Regions from separate parts of the Mus musculus genome. Here region 1 is linked to region 2. Evidence: chromatin contacts called from public HiChIP or PLAC-seq data. All regions are on one chromosome and are shown on one strand. The core of a region is the stretch at or near the end of the contact, and the rest is flanking DNA. Distances in the headings are between cores, read along the strand shown.

Region 1 (3,407 bases), core at 817-3,316, 420 kb after region 2:
AAGCAAGCCCAGGACTTCCCTATTGATTCTTTCATAAGACGTTGCAATTCGATTCCACACAAACTTAACGAGAACCTACTGTGCACTAAATTCATAGCTTGGAGCCCCGAGAAAGCTAATTTTCCTCCTAAGTCTGGCTCATCTGTGGGAGAGCTAAGGGAGACTTCACTGCTCTGCGGCAAAGCCTCTCTGATCCTTGCTTGCTATCATGGTGGTGAAAGGGGTCAGGCAGGTCATGGCCAGAATGAGGCTTAGAAATGGGGTTAGTATCTGGGATGCCAGTAGGTCTCAGACTTGGGACAGGCTTTAGATAATGAGGAGGACAGGGGGGAATCAAAGTTGAGTTCCAAGGTAGGAAAAAGAGAGAAAGGAAATAAGCCATTGTGTATGTGTGCTTGAGTGTGTGTGTGTGTGTGTATGCATGTGTGCGTGTATGCCTGTGTGTGTGTGCATGCGTGTATGTGTGTACCTATGTGTATGTGTGTGCCTGTGGGTGTGTTGGTGCATGTGCGTGTGTGCCTGTGTGCCTGTATGTATGTACACGCAAGTACATGTGTGTGCACGCGTGTGTGTGTGTATGCCTGTATGTGCATGCATGCATGTGTGTGTGCATGAGTGTGCATGCATGCATGTGTGTGCCTGTGTATGTGTTCGTAAGTGTGTGTGTGTGTGTGCCTGTGTGTGTGTACGTGATCAACCCAAAGCTTGACACTGAAGTAATAATGGCAAGGAAGGACTACTCAATCCCAACTCTGACCCTTCTCCTTGTTTCTAGTCTCTGGGCTTGTTACTGTACACGGGGGTGTCGCTGTGCATGTGTGGAGTACACCTGACACGAGTAAATACTCTCCTTACACCATCTGTGTCTCTGAAACTGAACCCAGGTATTCAGACTTGGTGGCAAGCATCCTTGCTCGCTGAGCCATGTCGCCAGCCCCTCGGAGCTTTTTGATCAGTTTTGGCTTGTTTGTTTTAGATTTTTGTGGTTTAGACAGTCTCATTACGTAGCCCAGACTGGCCTCAAACTCTGTCTCCTGTGCTAGGGTTAAAGCTGTGTCATACATACCACACCCTGCTTTTTTTTTTTTTTAACAAAGCCTTACAACCTTGAGGGTTCCTGGGGGACTCTTTGAAATAAGCCTCTACAGTCTTCCTAACAGGGCTTCACTCCCAAACATTCTAGTCCTACTCTGTCCAGTCCTTGCTGTGTGACCAGCAGAGAATCACTTGCCCTCTCTGAGCTGTGCCTCTATTATGTGACTAAGTGGGGAATGACAGAGCTGGAAGCTAAGAGGGAGAGACATTTCTATGCCTGGATCACATTAAAGATCATCAAAAGTTTGGGTTTGGGTTCTAAGCCACCCAGTGTGTGCATGAGGTAGGGGGTGGGTCAGCTCACGATAGCACCCCCTTGTCCTCCTTGTCCTGTCACTGGTTGTATAGCCTGACTGCAGACTTGCTAGGTAGGGCCTCCCGGAGGTGCAGAGCGTCACCATAGGAACGGTTCGCTCACATGCAGAGAGAGCGGTTCAGAGGAACCAGGCGCTTGGTGGAGGGAGGCAGTGGGGGGGGGGGGGGCTCTGGATGTGGTCTGACTGCTACTCACATTCCCAGTACAAGATCTGGGGGCCTCTGTTGCGATGTAACTAGGTGGGAAGAGTCTTGCAACCTAGGGGACCCTCCTGGAAGGCCAATTGGGGAGGTCAGCCACCCCTGGGAAGTAGAGGGCTGCTGTCGGAGAGGGACCTGCTGCTGGGACCAGTTGCTAGGACACGGGATCTTTCTGAGGGGCCCATGGTAACCCTCCGAGAACACGTTGTGCCTCATTCATTTATTCATTAATTCACTTAATCCGCAACCAGCTCACGAGCAGGGCTGCAGGCCACCAGCCGCGAGGTACAAGGAGGAACAAGATGTCTCTGGTCCTGCTGAGGTCAGGCACATGTGCACAATCCATTAACACCGGAGCGAGAAGATGTGTTCTGGCCAGTGATGAGGCCCAGGGAGCAGGCCACAGACAGGCTCGCTACAGGTCCAGAGTGAGAACTACAGGAGAGGGGGCGGTGCGGCGCAGCTCCGGCACCTCTAGTGGGCAAGCTGGCTTGTGCTTCTCTCCTTTTCTTAGGGACAAGGTGATAGCCTTCTCCAGTCGAGAGATTCTCAAGTCTGTCCTGGACTCAAAAGAGCACACTGAAAACATTTTTTTAATACAATGGAATGAAAATGGAAATGTTTCCTTACAAAACTGAAAGAGAAAAGAAATCTTCGATTCGTTCCTCGAGAGCAATGTTTTCACAGCCTTAAACTTGACAGAGCTTCCTGCCAACAGCTGGGGGGGGGGGGGGAGGGCAAACCACCACACAGCACTCTCTTTTACAGATGGTGGAGAGCCAGCGAGAAGTTCTGCTTCTCCCGCAGCCCCCCCCTTGCCCCGCCCCCTAAGAACTGATCTGGGGCCAGCCAGGAGGATCCTCCTTGCTCAGGCTCCAGGTTTGAAAGGAGGACTTTCTGGTGACTAAAAGCAGTCTCTGATCTGGTGTCCTTGGCCTTTGTGGTCACTCGTTCTCCCCCAACCGAGGTGGGTGGTTCTTCACTGGACGAGGATGGACGTCTTGGATTTATTTCCAAGGCTTCTGATCAAGTCTGGGTGCGATACTGCTGCCACTACCGTCATCATTTCTGTAGTCTTGGTCAAACGACTCTGTGATAAGAGGATTCTGATTCTGAAGCCATTGTTTGCCAAATTAGGACAGATTTTAGATCCAAATATGGAAGCTTTTGCACTGCACTACAGCCTCGGGGGTTTTTTTGCTCCTTTCTTTTTTGTTTTGTTTTGTTTTGTTTTTCCCGAATTTTAATCCTGCAGGACAAACTAACTAAACCTCTACACTTTGTTGCTAGCTTGTTACAAGGGCTCACCATGGTGCCTCAGACCTTTGGGCTTGTGTTAACCTCCCGCCTCAGTCTCCTCCTATATGTTTTCTTTGCTTTGATTTCAGTTTTAGTCATGTGCACGGATGTTCGGTTTGCTCATGTAAGTATGGGTGCTCTCAGAGCTCAGAAAAGGATGTTTGGCATTGGGTCCCCAGAGCTGGAGATGCAGATGATTGTAAGCTGCTCAGCATAGTTGCTGGGAACTAAACTTGGGTCCTCTGGAAGAGCATGAGAACTCTCAACTACTTCGAATCTCTCTATCCCCATCCTGAGCTCTTGGGATCATAGTCATGCCATATTCAGCTCTTATCTCACAGTCTAGCAGCTGCACAGGAACACACATGCGCAAGTCTCACTCACACCATTCCCCAAATGTACGCCCTGAAGACCGTCCCCACAGAAACATCACTTGGAGAACTCCTATGCATCCTGCTCAGCCCAAGTCTATAAGCCCCTTCCCCAGCCTGCACTGG
Region 2 (3,037 bases), core at 189-2,688:
CGGTCTTAATTCTCCAGCTATGACACAAGCTGTCGTCTACCTTCCCCACAGCCAGGCTTTTCCAGTGGGTCTGGGGTTGCCAGTGGAGGCTCTCCTCCTTGGCTCCAGTCCCGAGGTAGGGCGTGCCAGCTGCCCAGGTAATAATCAAGGTTGCCGTAAAACTCCCCAGCCTACAGGGTATGTCTCAGCGGGAAGGAAAGTCTGCCATGCGGTGAGGAGCACTCCGAAGGCTAGCTTCCTGCCCACAGCTGTGCCTCATTGGCAGGGTTCATCTGTAACACGGCCAGTTTCCCAGCCATTTGCTTTTATGGTGCCCTAATGAACTGTGCTATTTGTAGCCATTCTGAGAAGATGTGTGCCTTTTGTTCTGGTAGAGTTTACTTGGAAGGTGCAGGGTATAGGTAGTTCTGACATGCATGGCAGATGGCCCCTAGGTATGCCTTTCTAGGCTGTTGTCCTGAGTTAGAAAATACAGGGAGAGCCCCAGGTGCCTTCATCATCCCCTGGCCTAACCCAAGGAGGCTACAGGGCATGTGCTCTTAAGGCCACACATATCCCAGGGCACACATGGTGACCACTAACTGCTGTCCTCTATGACCTGGCCGGCTCTGCACGGATTCACCAGGGAGAAGGATCCAGGCCACCTGCAGAGATGTGTCTGAGAGGTGAGATGTGGCCAGAGCAGTTTCTTACTCTATAGTCACTGGTGTTCCTAGTTAGCTCTTGATGCCTGGCGACCTGGCCTGCGGTTGATGGAGACAGTTAGAGGGGAAGGGTGAGCGGAGGTATCTTAACATGGCCACACAGTCCCAAAGGGCATGGGAGAAGGGGTCTAAGGGTGGTGGGATTGGACTGTTTAGGGATGAACAGGGGCAGGGAAGACCCTCAGAGCCAGTTTGCTTGCTGACCCCTCTGCCCACCAGAAAGCAGAACTGTGCTTGAACATTGGGTGTTGGGTAAGCTTGTGGGGCAGATATTGGGGGCTGTGACATGTCCTGCCCTCCCCAGGTTCATGCCTAGCGGGGGTATATCTCAGCAGCAGTGTGGGACCTGGATGCCTTGTGGGCCTGTGCCCATGGATCCTGGTCTCGTGGGATGACACACAAGAAAGCAGGCAGCTCTTGTAGCTGGAGACGCTCCTAGAAGCATCTGTGAGGGGAAGACTGTGGCCCTGTCCTGCCTTCATGTCTCTGCAGGGCTGGCCTCTCCTCTTCAGGGCTTGGGGGTGGGTGGGTCTGATGTCACTCCAGTAGAAGCCTACTTGTGAAGAGGCCAAATCATTTGTTGCCCACGTTTGCCCCTAGTAACTTACAGAGGCAGGGACTGTCCAGCAGACACCCCAGTTGTGAGCCCCAAGGGAAGCAGCTGGGATGGGTGAGGCTTGGCCTCACCTCATTTGCTAGCCAGCGGAACGGATGACCCCAGATCTGTGTGTCTGCTGTAGCCACATGGTGGCGCCGAGAGAGCTGATAACCCTGTGACCAGTGCCTGTGGGCTGCCTGGGCTTCCCTTCCAGGCAGCAGGGGCTGGGTGGGCATCTCAGCCCTGCATTTGTCATCATGCCCTGCCCTGCCATGTGAGAGCTCATTCAGTGGAGGTGCCCTGAGTCCTTGTGCTGGACCCCGCTCGCTCGCTCGCTCCTACCAAACCCAGCATGTCAGAGCAGGACTCGTGGAAGACAGTGCAGGGCATGGTTCCCCTCGTTTAGGAGAGGAGGCTGGGAGATACCAGGGATGATCCCTAGAAAATAAAGCACATCTTTAAAAGTCAAATGCATTCTGCTGGGTGGTTGTGGCACGGGTCTTTAATACTGGTACTTGGGAGGCAGAGGCAGGTGGATCTCTGTGAGTTCAAGGCCAGCCTGGTCTCGAGAGCAAGTTCTAGGAAATAAAAATCAAAACCAATGTAAGCTGTGTTCTGAGACTTGAGTCCTAAGAACGCTTGTTCCCTGTGTCACAGCTACTCGTCCAGGGACAGTAGTCCAGGTTTTGTAGCTGTGAGTTACGTGACACATTCAGGCCCTCTCAGAGGAATGATACCATCGTTGCTGGATGGCACTATTTATTAGGTACTGAGGACGAGGTGGGAGCCCCCGTCCCTAATGTGAGTTCACTGTATATTGCTGCTGTTGAGGGATCCTGTCAGCCCAGGAAACAACTGCTGCTCATTGTACCACATACTGACAGAGACGGTGGACATAACCAGCAGGTCAGCTTGCATCTGACAGGTCATTGGTTCCCAAGAGCAAACAGCTATGGCCTGGTGAGGCTGGAAAGTCACAGGGAACCATCTATGCTGGGGCTGTGTGGAGTGTGTATAGCCCAGAATAGGTTCACTGGCCCTGCCCATCCTGAGTACTACCTAACACTCCTTGGCTTTCCCTGGGTGAGCACCTTCCCCACGCCCACCATGGTGACTAGTGTCTACTCTTACAGGTGGTGAAAGGCTACAAGGCCACCATCCAGCAGACCCTGGACATTCTCTTCCTCCAGGAGGGCTCCGAGTTTCTTAGCAGTACGGACGCATCCACCCGGGACTCTGCTGACCGAACCATTATCGCCTGGGATTTCCGGACCGCTGCCAAGATCTCCAACCAGATCTTCCATGTGAGAAACTTTGGATTGAATTGTTCTGCATGTCAGCCATAGGGGGTTTCCTGCAGCCCTGGGGTGGGGTCCTGGCTCCTTTCTGTCTGGGGCAGAGGGAGATCATTTATTTGAAGTATCTAGGACAGGGGTAGTCATAGGTCAGGTCTAGGGCTGCTGCACACAGTGGCAGCCTCTGATGACTGCCCTTTCTGGTCCAGCCGCCCATGACTTTGATAATAGCACCTCATGGAGTACTAAGAAGGAGAGAAGAGAGAATGCTTATAAAGATGGAGCACAGTGTCGGGCACAGAGTCCTCCCTGATAGTAGAATTGTCATGACCAACCCAGCACCATCATCACTACCAACCTGATCACCACCTCTATCACCAGCATTACCATCACTGCTGCCACCACATCACCATCACCATGGTTACCACATCACCATATCA

What was found. HiChIP or PLAC-seq counts read pairs in DNA pulled down with a chosen protein or histone mark.
Region 1: an H3K27ac HiChIP or PLAC-seq map of large pre-B cells shows a contact between it and region 2, with 4 times the contacts expected there. The contact joins two enhancer-like sites. A contact is called at or near these places in 3 of 39 promoter capture datasets (embryonic stem cells, hippocampal neurons and neural stem cells), 11 of 115 datasets of contacts at active chromatin or transcription factors (embryonic basal ganglia, embryonic forebrain, embryonic hindbrain and 6 more) and 1 of 9 other capture datasets (pancreatic islet).

The regions. Positions count from the first base shown.
Region 1 is chr12:109,444,180-109,447,586 of GRCm38.p6, forward strand. No RefSeq gene overlaps it. Among named protein-coding and RNA genes, the nearest start is that of Dlk1, 7.6 kb to the right of the region's middle. Within about 2 kb of position 2,067, at least 63 of the 459 cell types and tissues checked have an H3K27ac peak or open chromatin away from gene starts, as enhancers often do.
Region 2 is chr12:109,022,528-109,025,564 of GRCm38.p6, forward strand. Wdr25 (WD repeat domain 25) reads left to right here. Exons shown (of 7, transcript NM_177602.3): 5 at 2,436-2,606. Among named protein-coding and RNA genes, the nearest start is that of Gm52002, 21 kb to the right of the region's middle. Within about 2 kb of position 1,439, at least 10 of the 459 cell types and tissues checked have an H3K27ac peak or open chromatin away from gene starts, as enhancers often do.